Linked DNA regions of Sus scrofa: region 2 is linked to region 1. The links are chromatin contacts, called in public HiChIP or PLAC-seq maps. All regions are on one chromosome and are shown on one strand. Each heading gives the region's core, a stretch centred on a gene start, on an enhancer-like site or on the middle of the called end of the contact. The rest is flanking DNA. Distances are from core to core; before and after follow the strand shown. Region 1 overlaps SLC9A6 (sodium/hydrogen exchanger 6). Region 2 holds the start of MAP7D3 (MAP7 domain-containing protein 3).

Region 1 (6,564 bases), core at 2,846-5,345:
AATGATGAATGCTTAGTTCTACCAGGGCACTAGGAATCAAATTTACCAAGTCTGAGGCTAATAATACTGAGTCAAACAATTCTTGGTGTTTACTTCTGTAAGAATACATAGAAAAAATTATTCTACTCTTTTGCTACATTCGTATCATTTAGTTACTTTGTATATTATGCAGAAAATGCACAAAACATTTTAGGCAGGAAAAACTGAACAATTTTGTTAAACCAGAGGGATGAAAAAGCCCCAAGAGATATGGGAGTGGCTTATACCCAAAATGCTGATAATGGAGCCAAAAATAATGACATAATTTTTCAACAATTTTAAAGAGGCAGCATCTCTCTCTCTCTAATGGGAGTCTTAATACCAGAGATATGCGGCATTCATGTTTTCATATATTAATCTAATCTTGAGTTCTTGCAAAAAGCGAATGTAAAATTCTAGCAAAGAGAATAAAGTAGTAGTTTCTAATGATAAGTGTCACATGTATTTTTCTTAAACATAGAAGGTTTTGATGAGAAAGTCAAAAGCAAGGAAAAAACATTTTACACGGTTGTCCCAAATCTGCTTCAATGGAACATAAACCAGGGTTTGATTCATTTACTGACAGGTCTCAGCTAGAAAGAACTCCATGGTCCCTTTTTCTACTTCAATTTTCAAAGAGGAAATTAATAAACGGCGAGTGATAAAATGCTTTTCAAAAGGCATGATTTAAACAGGTTACTATCTGTAACCCCACCTAAAGGAGCGCTCTGAAGAAGACTGTTGCAATAGGACCAGAAAGGAATCCGGTAAAAATAAGGAAGCACTGGCACTCCGAGTGGAGAGCAGAATCTCCCAGTCTCTGGAAAGGCCACAGAAAAAGGGCTCACTGTGGTCTCCAGCACTGCTGCATTTCTTTCTCATGGTTTTTTCCTAAGGCAGCCCTTCCTCTTTTGCCCTAGCAAGAACACTGACAAGAACCAACAAATACTTTTTGTGGCATTCATTGAATTAGCTGAAGGACAATAAATATTAGAGTGTGCTTGATAAATAAACCTATATATCAAAGCAAGGCTCTCACAAGGTCTCCCGAGGCCCTGCACGCAGCCAGCATCTGCAGGAAGCAGTCCCTACTGGTTTCGTGGGTTTCCGTTAGTAACCTTCTCCGCTGCACTGCAGAGGAAAGGGAGGAACAATGACCGCTTTTACGTCTCAGCTCAGGACGAGGGTAGTCAAAACAGTTGTTCCATTAACTTGTAATTGTTGGAGTTCCCGCTGTGGCGCAGTGGAAACGAATCCAACCAGTATCCATGAGGATGCGGGTTTGATCCCTAGCCTTGCTCCGTGGGTTAAGGATCTGGCATAGGTCATAGACGAGGCTCGAATCCCACAGTGCAGTGGCTGTGGTGTGGGCTGGCAGCTGTAGCTCCAATTCAACCCCTAGCCTGGAAACTTCCATATGTCTCAGGTATAGCCCTAAAAAGACAAGGAAACAAACAAAAAAACTGTAATTGTCCGTGTCCACACTACCAATTTTTTTCTCAAGGATACTTATGATCAAAGTTGTACCATATCCGGAAAAGCCAGGCACTCTCTGCTTTGGTGGTTCTTCTTTCACTTTCAGGAATACCCTGCAAACAGATAATAAATCAATACATACACAAAGATAAAAACACATTTAAGAATCACTTCTCTGTAGACTCAGAAATATCGCCTACCACATCTGAGATCCTCTCCCACACGGGTAACATCAGAAATGTACTAGCTGCAGTTCCTGTCGTGGCACAGCAGAAACAAATCCGACTAGGAACCATGAGGTTGTGCGTTTGATCCCTGGCCTTGCTCAGTGGGTTAAGGATCCAGCGTTGCCGTGAGCTGGGGTGTAGGTCACAGACACAGCCCAGATCTGGCATGGCTGTGGCTCTAGCGTAGGCCGACAGCTGTACCTCTGATTTGACCTCTAGCCTGGGAACCTCCATATGCCGCGGGTGTGGCCCTAAAAACAAAACAAAACAAAAGACAAAAAAAGAAATGTACTAGCTTGTATACTGCAGCTTGGGAATAAGAAACTGAAGTGTTTTTCCAAACACTTCCGTTACTCAGGCTGCTTGCTGATTTATGAGCCCACTGAGGGATTTAAAAAAACCCATGTGGGATAATTCACCCCTAAATCTGAAAGGTTTACACCCACAATGTGAACTATACCTTAAGTAGAAAACATCACATCGACATCCCAGTCTTTAAGAGCTGTCATGGGCCCCAAAAGTAACTGGCATTTTCAAAGCTGCCGCTATTATTCTTAGACACTAACAAAAGGCAAGCAAACAGGGAAAGTCCATGGTGAGCTGGACTGGCCGAAGGGAAAACATGCAGAGCAAGCAGGCCTCTGCATAGACAGCTTCCAAAAGCCTAAAGTGGGTCCCTATGTGTAATACGGTGTGGTCAGTCTGGCCCGTCTGGCTCTGACACGACCTGGCTGGGCCCTTCCCTCTCCGGGCCTGAGTTTTTTCATGGATGCAACGTGACTTAAAGGCTCTTTCCAGCATGAATGGTCTATGGTTCCATGAATTTCGAAGAGTGCAGAGTTCTGATTCTGGGTTTGGGTTCCTGCTCTTCCTGATTCTTGAAATAAATGAATCTTCCTCTCAACATGCAGCAGCACACAGGCCCACACGCAACGTTTAAGAGCACCGGGTGGGCTTATAAGAGCCAAGAAGCACCCAATTTTCCTCTCACACCAGGAGGTGTTGGCTGGTACGTCTCCGCTTTCTGAAGAGCAATGAATCTATAAATCCCTCGATCTTCTCACCACAAGAACACCTGTTCCCCCCCCTCCTCAACTCCATACCTATTATAATCCTCCTCTGCGCTTCTCGGATGGACACCTGAAGTACTGAGTAAACAATATGCTCAGCGAGGGCATCCATACAGCTTTGAGGGCAAAGTAAAAATGGTATTTTTTTTTTCTGGATGTTACAGCCAGTACTCAGCACCTGACTGTCCCCCTCTCACTCCATTTCCATTTCTCCCCTGTGGTGACAGGGGTGACAGAGCAGGTGGAGACCCATGCAGATGGTGATCAAGCATCTGTCTGGTGAGCCATTTGATAGCTCTTCTTGTTTGGACGTGAGGGTGGAGGCGCTGAGGGGCTATTACCCCTTGGAAGCTATCCCAGCAGCTCAGCCTTATGGAATTTATCTAAGCCTGGTTTGCACAAGTATTTCAAGCCCATGAAATTATACTTTCAGGTTCTGACCACAGAAGAGGCAAGTACTATGTCACATACATACTCATGACTAAACAGCTGGCAAAATGAACATATAGGAAATGAATCTGCTAAATGGGTTTTTTCCTGAACTACACCCTGAAGACAAATAGACTAGGGCTGGGAGTTCCCATCATGGCTCAGTAGTTAACGAACTGGACTAGTATCCATGAAGACGTGGGTTTGATCCCCGGCCTCGCTCAGTGGGTTGAGGATCTGGCATTGCTGTGGCTGTGGTGTAGGCCAGCAGCTGTAGCTCCCATTCGACCCCTATCCTGGGAACTTCCATATGCCGAGGTGTGGCCCTAAAAAAGACAAAAAGACAAAAAAAAACCCAAAAAACAAAAAAACAGACTAGGGCTTGTTTCAGACAAGAAAAAGAACTGTCTTTTGAAAGTGATGCTTTTCATCTTCAAAACCCTAATTTCTGTGATTTCCCACCTCACGTCTGGGGCAGAGGGACATATTCAGTGATGCTGCTCAGAAAGCATTAAGAAGCCGAGGGCAGATGCTCCCCTGAGGCACAGTGGGTTGAGAACCCGGCATCGCTGCAGCTGTGGTGCAGGTCACAACTTCGGGCTCGGGTTGGATCCCTGGCAGAGGAACTCCCATATGCCGCGAGTGCCACCCCCACAAAATAAAGCAGAGGGAAAAACCAGAAAAGGGTGGTCAGTTGAGGGAAGGCACTGGGTTACACTGCATTCGTCTACAGGCTCAAGCTCAGAGGACCAACCGAGAAAGTGACACATGGAGGTAAATAAGCCAGGAAACGTGGGCAGGGCTGAGGCTCAGGCTAAGAAAGCTGAACAGGCGGGAAGACTGGCTGAAGACTCCAAAGCTTCCAGGCAGTTCTCAAGGGCAGCTGCTGGTCATCCAATTTGAAAGTTCCACAGGAAGAGCAGCTGGAGTGGGGCTGACATCAGAGACAAGCCTTTATGCGCAAACCAAAGTGGAAAAAGGCTGCCTGTGCCAGGGCAGGCACTTGAAAACCCAGGAGCACTGAAGGAACTGCTCTCGGCTGTGCCCAAAGCCCAGGTTGGCCCACAGATAGGAGAGCTGTCACCCTGGATCACCACATGTTGCCTAAAATTCAGTTTTGTCTCTGCTGAGCAGTGAGAAAAGCCAGGAATGATGTCAGTGAAAAGCTGATGCAAACAAGACAGGATCTAAATAATAGTGGCACGCAGTCTACAGTAGATGAGTTTTCTCTCCCAGCGACTGCACATTCAACAGAAACGCCAGAGACAACACAAACGCATATTTACCAAATGTTCTTGGTCTGAATCAACACCAACCCTGAGGGAGAAACACAGAAAGCAAATGAGATCTCAAAGCCAAAAAAAGGGTCTATTCACACACTGTCAGGCAGCCCGTTTTCTCAACGCAGAAGCTCCAGAACGGTTAAGGTTTCCGTGCTGCTACATGGCGGCTGGTGCTTTGGCTCCTGCCACTTTCCTTAGCAACAGCTTGGATCCTAAGGCAAGCAGGCTCTGCTAACGTTCTCCTCCTGCAATCCAACCCCACTTACCAGTTTCAGAAAGACCTCCTTGTCGTCTCTGACTCTCAGCCCACTGCGAGCAAGTGTTAGGGACAGCAGCACTGCCCTCGCTGCTGAGGAGCAACTATGGGGTAGGTCCCAAGACAAGACTGGCCCACCGCAGTGCCAGGAGGGAGCTGCCTGTCTGCAGGCCCCTCAGCTCTCCTGGCAACATTCTGTTATGACTGAAGAGAGGGTTCAATTCCAGGGCTTTTTTTCCAGAAACTAATGGGTAGACATCAGCCTTGGTTCTTCATAATTTCTCTTTATCTGCTTCAAATTCCTGCTTTCTCTACCCAGGGAACAACTTCATCATGAAGAAGCTCATTTTGACTCCTCTGTCACCTCGATGCGAGCGCTCGGCAACTCTATTCATTCTTTCTCTAAACTGCTCCTCAGATCTTCTCTCCTGTCCATTCCAGCTGCTCAGGCCCGAGCCTCCTTCTGACAGATGGGGTCTGGAGCAACTGGAGCAACTGCCTCTAACCTCGAGGTGGGCGTCTGAAGCACAGGACTCACCAGCTTATTGCCTTGACAAAAGCCTCGAGAGGGGCTTGCCACTCACAGGACCAAGGCTCAAGTCCTCTGCGTGGCATTCAAACGAGCAAGCCCCGCCGCTCCAGCCTGCCCCCACCCCCCTTCTCTACCACACACCCCGTGTCAGCCAGCCTCGACCGAGGCTCTCCCCAGGTCCTGTCCTCTCCGGAGCCTCCTTGCCTTTGCTCATGCTGTGCCCTCTACGTGAAATGCACTGGCACTTATCTCGTTCTCTTCCTTTGTCGAGTTCCCAATGAGCCATACTATGACCCTTTCAGGCAGAATCATTTTTCCTCTGTGCTTTTACAGCACCTCCTAGGTCCCTTCATCATACTACTGAGCACAGTAGAGTATAATTATTTACCGGTCAGTCTCCCCAAACAGACTGTGAGCTCCTTGAGGGTAAAGGCCAGGTCCCAGCTCAGCTCTGTCTCCCCAGAGTCTAGCACAGTACCTGACACACAAGAGGCGCTCAAACGTTTATCAATTAAGGTCACTACTACAGACAACACAGAACACACAGCAGGATGGGAAGCTGTAGCAGGAGCATCCCAGAATATGAATACCACCGAAGGGAAGGAAGCGCTGCAAGACCTCATCTGGAAGGCAAGTGAATCACAATCCAATATGTGAAAACACATGGCCATGACTAGATTCAGAATCCCCCCCCCCAAATACACACACACTCATTTCTTCGTTAAAATGGCCAAAAGGTCTCTAATAGCTTCTTAGCCATGGGAAACTCTAACCACATTCGTGTATCTAAAGTGACACCTAGTGGTCTGGCAGGCAGCAACTTGGTGAGTCTCAGGGGGAACACGGCTGGAGGCCGAGGCAGCGCAGTGGATGTGTAGCAGAGCAGTCACTACCCGCCAGGCACTGTGCTAAGCACACGGCATAGACGTGACTTAGACACAGCCCTGCCCTCAACGAGCTCACGGACCAGTGGGGAGACAGACACAACGGGACTGTGATCCCCCAGGGCTCTGCCATCAGGGAGAGCTGGCTTCCAGTCTGACCTCAGCTCCTTTCAAGCTGTGTGAACTCAGTTATGCAGCCCTATGAACCTGGAAACTGGGAGTGATGTCCACCACACAGAGGTGCTGCAAGGATTAACCCAGAAAAGGTGTCCAAAGATTCAAAAAGAGTGTCTGACACCTCGTTACCACTCGCTAAATCCTTACAAGGCTGAGATAAGTGCCGCAACAGTGAGACCCTGTGTTACGCAAGTGGAAGAGTGGTTCCGATA
Region 2 (6,564 bases), core at 2,408-4,907, 200 kb before region 1:
GTACGGACAGTCCTGTAGAGGCTCCTTAGCGATCTGCTCTGGGCCCAAGGCAACACTGAAGGGGAATCTTGTCTATCTCCTTCTCCCCAGCCTGCCAGGCATGGAGTGGGTGGTCAAAAGTTTTGTTGAGTGACCTCTCTACAGAATGAATGACTGTAAATTTCACAATGATCTCTTAAAGATGTTAGAGAGAAGGGTTTATCTATAGATTAAAATAGAGACCCAGGAGTTCCCGTCGTGGCGCAGTGGTTAACGAATCCGACTAGGAACCATGAGGTTGCGGGTTTGATCCCTGGCCTTGCTCAGTGGGTTAAAGATCCAGCGTTGCCGTGAGCTGTGGTGTAGGTCGCAGACGCGGCTCGGATCCCGCGTTGCTGTGGCTCTGGTGTAGGCCGGCAGTTACAGCTCAGATTCGACCCCTAGCCTGGGAATCTCCATATGCCGTGGGAACGGCTCAAGAAAAGGCAAAAATACAAAATAAATAAATAAAATAAAATAAAATAGAGACCCAATAGGCACATCAATCAATGCCATGTGTGGACCTTATTTGGATTTTTTTTTAACGGCTGCACCTGTGGCATATGTATGTTCCCTGGGTCAAATCCGAGCTATAGCAGCAGGCCTACACCACAGCAGATCCGAGCCGCATCTGTAACCTATGCAGCTTGCAGAAACTCGGGATCCTTAACCCACTGAGCAAGGCTGGGATCAAACCTGTATCCTCAGCAGTATCCTCACAGAGACTATGTCAGGTCCTTAACTAGCTGAGCCATATGGGAACTCCCCTTGTTTGGATTTTTAGTCAAACATAAAAAATGAGATAATTGGGAAACTTGAACATCCATTAGCTATTTGATCATTTCATTTGACCTGCACCATTTTTTTTCAAAACTTTTCGTGTTGTCATTATTTTTTTTGTTTAAGGCCACAGGTGTGGCATATGGACGTTCCCAGGCTAGGGTTCGAATCGGAGCTACAGCTGCCGGCCTACACCACAACCATAGCAACACAGGATCTGAGCCAAGTCTGCGACCTACATACACACACCACAGCTCATGGCAACACCAGATCCTTAACCCACTGAGCGAGGCCAGGGATCAAACCTGCATCCTCATGGACGCTAGCAGAGTTTGTTACCGCTGAGCCACAACAGGCACTCCCATCATCATTCCTTTAAAAAGAGACTTTAGATTAAAATCCAGATTTCCAGCTTATTTTGAAAAATGGGGCAATCTGGCCGCAGATGGGCCCATTGCCTCACTCAGCTACCGGTGGGGGATTGGAATTAAGGAGTGATTGTTTAATTGGCCCTCAGGTCCAAAATAAGTGCCAGTTTTTTCACAACGTCTTCTCTGATTACCCTAATCGTGAATGAATTCTCATCCCTCTGAGCTCCAGGGAGCCACTTTACTCACCCAGCTGCAGGCACATGCTGCATGTATTTGGTGTTTTGTAGATCTGTTTATTGTCCCTTTATAGGCCTTTATAGGTTCTAAATCTGAAAAGATTTCAGAGAGTGCCTCCCCATATTCGTAGTTCCAAAACGTTTTTTTTCCAAAATGGTGATGCCTAGAAGTAAGCTGAAGACAATCTTTCTAGATTTCAAAAAAAAAATTCTCCAATTTATTTTGAAAAATTTCAAACCCACAGAAGAGTTGAAAAAGTAAAATAAGCATCTGTGAAACTATCTAGATTTACCAGTTTTTAGCATTTTGTAATATTTGCTCTGTTTTCTCCCCAAACTACTTGACAGTAAGTTTCAGACATTATGATGCTAAATTCTTCAGCATTTACTTCTTAAGAAAAAGGACACTACAAGACCACAATATCATTCTCATTCTCAAACCCAAGAAATTTGACTTTGATATAATAATATCTATTGTACAGTTCATATTCAAACGTTCTTAATTGTCCCAGTAATGAATGCCCTTTAGAGTTTTTTTTTTTTTTTTTTTTGGTTTCTTCGTTTTGTTTTTATGGCTTTTTAGGGCCAAACCCACAACATATGGAAGTTCCCAGGCTAGGGGTCGAGTCAGAGCTACAGCTGCGAGGAATCAGAGCCGCATCTGCAACCTACACTGCAGCTCAGGGCAACACCGGATCCTGGACCCACTGAGTGAGGCCAGCTTCACGGATGCTAGTCAGATTCGTTTCTGCTGCACCTCAATGAGAACTCCAAGTTGTTTTTTTTTTTTAATCTAGGTTCTAATCAAAGATCATACATTATTACACTTGGTTTCATTAGCTTCCTCTGATCTGAAACAGTCCACTGATCCAGGGCACATGGAAGTTCCTGGGCCAGGGATTGAATTTAGCCACAGCTCCGACTGGAGCTGCAGCTGTGGCAATGAAGGATCCTTTAACTCACTGCACCAGGCCAGGGATAGAACCACAACTTCAGCGACCCAAGCCGCTGCAGTCAGGTTCTTAACTCTCTGTGACATGGCAGGAATTCCTCCTGAAATTTGCTTTTAATCTTTCATTTTGAAGATTCCAGGTCAGTTGTTTTGCAGAATATGCCATAGTTTGGATTTGTCTGAATGTTTCCTCACTATTACATGGGTTCACCATCTAACAGTGGGTTCAACATTTTTGCAAGAAACTGCAGAAGTGAGGTTTCATTTTTCTAGATTTTCTCTTTGTGAAGTGCCAGGTAAATCCATCAAAACTGAATTAGTGTGTATGTATATGTGCTTGCTGGTGCCCTAATCATGTATGTCCTGCTAAAAGTGCTGGTGTCTGTATATAGGCAGGAGCAGGGCTTCAGATGCTATAATGCCAAACTTTTTTCCCCACTAGGATTTTTTAAAACCGAAGTATAATTGATTTACAGTGCTATTTTGCCCCAGTAATATTAAACTACATCCTCAGGAGCACTTAGTGTCCACTCTTTAATTTTTGCCAAATCTGTAGGTGTAACATGTTATCCTGTGGTTTTCACTGGTATTCTGTTGAGTGCTTAAGAGTGTGAGCATTTTATGCTTATTGTGTTTCCTCTCCGATGAAAGGCTTGTTTATACCTTTTGCTCACTTTTGCGCGGTTATAAGTATTTTTTTAACGATCTTTATGCATTCTGGATACTAAGAATTTAGGAATATCTATCTATATCCGGAGAGATTAACAGCAATGTCCTCTCCTTCACTTTAATGACCCACAAACAGCCTAAAGATAATTCACACAACTTTAGACAACCTAAAGTGTCTTAATAGTGTCAAGACTATTTAAGAAAGTCTTTACTCAGCCCTTAACACTCCACAAGAACCTCTCTCTCTCCCAACCTCTCCCTGGGCCTCTCCCCCCAATTTGGGCCTTTCTGTAGTGTTTCAAAGACTAACTCATGATGCAAGCGCACCCAGGAGTCACTTAGAAAGTGAATGAATGGATGAAGAAAGGTAGGTAGAAGTGATGGAAAGAAAAAAGGAATGCTGGAGGGCCAAGCCGGCTGATGATTGGCCGGCCTCCAGAATGAGGGTGCGGGGAGAGCACCGGACGTAGGAGAGGGTTTCTTTACACAGGGGGTCGCCCAACCTGGTTCCCAACCTGGTGCACAGGAGGCAGCCCTGCGGCGATTGCGGGTCCGGGGTGGGCGCGGCTGCCTTTGGGCCCCGCCCCGCCCCGCCCCGCCCCCCGGCGCCACGGCCCCGGCCCCCGCGGCAGCCGCGCCAGAGCCTGCGCACTGGGGCCCCAGCGCCCGCTGCGGCTCGGGACTCAGCCCCTCGGAAGATGGCGGAGCGCACCCGCACGTCCCTGAAGGGGCTGCGGGAACGGATGGGTGAGCCGGCCGGCGGCTCCCGGGGGGGTGAGGGGAGCTCGGGGCTGCGCGGGAAGCAGGGTTCTCGCGGCCCCAGGGACCGTCGGAGCGGCGCGACCCGCGCCGGACAACTTGACTCCGGACACCTCGCGCCCCGTCCGGTCCTCCCCTCACCTGTGCCAGAGCGCCCGGACACGGGATGCGGCGCCGTGATGGGACCGGAGAGGAGACCGCGGGCCCTAGCCGCACCCTGGCGGGCGGCGCGCGAGAGAACTAACGGCGCTGCTGGGGCGGGAGGGCGGGGACCCGGGGCCCCCCGGACGGTCCCGAGCCCCGCCTGCCCTCGGGGGGCGGCGGACGCCCTCGCGGCCCCGGGCAGCCCTGGAGTTTGCCCTCTGCCCCGGGCGCTCGAGCTTTCATCCTCTCTCAGGGTCGCAACCCATGTCTGGCCCAAGGCTGCGTCTCCCGCATCCTCCTGGTCAAGGTCGGGTGAGGAGGGGGCCTGGGGGGGTGGTCTTGCTTTGGGTTGCCTCCTGTAGCACACGACTTGGCCACGGTGTCACCTTCCGTGGGACCTGTCGCAGACCTTAGGCTGAACCGAACGGGAGTCAGCACTTCAGAGGGTTCTCCTCAACGGGCCCCATCGCCAAAAAGTTTTTCCCTCCTTGATAACGATTTAAAAATCGTTAATTTTAGAAACGTTGGCAGCGCATTGCCCAGGGGACTGCTCCCCTGCTTGAGCGAGATAGTATTTCTTGCTTGTGAGAGGTTGCTTTTAGTTCTCAGGTTAGCTTCCTCCTCTCTGAGCTTGAATGAAACAACCGTATTGATTTTGGATTTGCATTTGAAAAAATAATTTAGCCTGAGAGGCTTTGTTACTTCAGAACGCTTTGAATTAACTCCCCAGAGAATATGTCAGACGCAAATAGACTTTTCATCATTCCGTAGGGAGAGAGCCTCTTCTGTCTCTAGCTTATTATGGTTCACCTAGAGGGAGAGTTGGCAGGCAATTCGCATTGCTTTATTAGTGCCACCCAAGTCTCCCTGATAACTGACTTGTTTCCCTGAACTAACCCGCATTCTGGGTAATCCCCCAAAGTATTTGTATATTGAATGTTGAAAAGTATTTAAATTTTATATGGGGCAGTTGCTGGAATTGACAGTATATCAAACCAAAACCTTAAAGCTGTTTCCCCCCCCCCGCCCAAAAAAGGCATAACTCAGAACCCTAGTTCCCATCCTTGCTGCCCATTTCATATTAGGAATTGAAAACATCACATGCTAAATTTTCACAGAGAACCACCTTGACTAGAACTTAACCTCATGGTGGCAGCATTTTCCTGAAGGGGACAAAGAGTCAATGAAATGTTCTGTCACTTTGTGTGGCAATGGCTTCTTTTCCATTATCCAAATAATAGTAGACCTTGGGGCTGTTTTAGGCAAAACTCCCTGAGTCCGACTTATTTTTGTGGTTCCCCAATTGCAGATTTCTTTGGTTTCCTATTTTTTTTCTTCGTATTTTCTTACCCTCTTCCTGGCCAGATGACATGCAGACTGTCATAGGCTGGGACCAGAGGTCGTCGGTATGGGTGCGGGTGGAATGGATCTGCGAGAGACCACACCGCTCCCAACTGCTGAGCTTTGAATGAAGGCGGATTCAGGACTGGGCCAGCAGCTGTGAGAAGGCTCAGGGACTGGGCTGTTGGAAGAAAGTCTCTGCTGCTAGACACCCCCAGCCCCCTACACTTTGAAAGCTATATCCAGCAAGAGCTCCTGATAAGACTTTAGCAATTGCTTCTTTTTATTCTGTGTATCCAAATAAGAGTGAATAGCACTGTATCAATCTGTAGCGATTGGTTTCATGGTATTCTCTGCCATAACCATAGCCCTTCTTATAATTAAAAAAGAAATCTTTTTTTTTTTTTTGCCATCCATGTCCGTTGCTACCTAATAAAAAATATTTGTTTATGTGATCTAATATTTCTAATGAGTATAGAAGAAAGGTCATGGAGAGGCAGGGATGCTACAGATTTTTATGTCAGAATTCAGAGTGATTTCAAGAGCAACAGCTGTGGCAGACAATGTAGAATTGCTGGTAAGTATTGGGATGAGTATCATTGACATCTCATGGATTAAGCATTTGGGGGTGATTGTGCTTGGGCAGTTTTAAAAAGATTATTACCATTCTTTAATTATCACCATTCTTAAACAGAGCTCTTGTGACATAGATTGAGCGTGTGTGTGTGTGTGTGTGTGTGTGTGTGTGTGTGTGTGTGTGTTTTGAGGAAGAGAGGTTTCTGGAGAGAAGCAGAGATTTTCTACTATATTGGAAATGACCTAAAATGCTTTATGTCCAGAAGCGGCCTCAAAATTTCAATGACGTCTTTTAAAAATTTATCAGGTGTAAAGCATTCTTTAACTTTGGCTTCCTAGTGGCAACTGTGTTTGGTTCATTTCATTCTGGGGCTTTTATTGGGCTAGATAGCTGGGATGATTCTCACCTTCGATGAGGGAAGAATGGTTTTCTTTTTGTAATGTCTTTTACACATTTTCTCTAAACTTAGGCCTTTCTTAGCTACAGCGTAATAGTGCTTTCTTTTAAAAATGGTAAATGCTTTAAAAGATTTCCATTGCTGTATTTCCAAAAGTATATTTTGGAAATACAGAACCCATTTACTTATTGTTGAATCAGTCTTATAAATTTAGACCTTAATTCCTTCACCATGGTATTGTAAAAAGAAGTAGCTCTATTGTACCTTAGAAGTAGCTGAGGTGGGAATATTAAACTAAGTCATATAGAGGTTGACGTCAG

What was found. HiChIP or PLAC-seq counts read pairs in DNA pulled down with a chosen protein or histone mark.
Region 2: an H3K27ac HiChIP or PLAC-seq map of skeletal muscle shows a contact between it and region 1. The contact joins the promoter of MAP7D3 here to the enhancer-like site in region 1. A contact is called at or near these places in 18 of 47 Hi-C or Micro-C datasets (alveolar macrophages, brain, embryonic fibroblasts and 10 more) and 2 of 2 datasets of contacts at active chromatin or transcription factors (alveolar macrophages and skeletal muscle).

The regions. Positions count from the first base shown.
Region 1 is chrX:111,215,747-111,222,310 of Sscrofa11.1, reverse strand. SLC9A6 (sodium/hydrogen exchanger 6) reads right to left here. Exons shown (of 17, transcript XM_005657924.3): 14 at 4,507-4,537; 15 at 1,528-1,607. Among named protein-coding and RNA genes, the nearest start is that of SLC9A6, 43 kb to the right of the region's middle. Within about 2 kb of position 4,095, at least 13 of the 83 cell types and tissues checked have an H3K27ac peak or open chromatin away from gene starts, as enhancers often do. A contact at or near this core is called in fetal skeletal muscle, retroperitoneal adipose tissue and skeletal muscle, where this site is marked.
Region 2 is chrX:111,417,323-111,423,886 of Sscrofa11.1, reverse strand. It overlaps MAP7D3 (MAP7 domain-containing protein 3), which reads left to right and starts at 3,657. Exons shown (of 16, transcript XM_005657925.3): 1 at 3,657-3,773. The coding sequence starts at 3,725.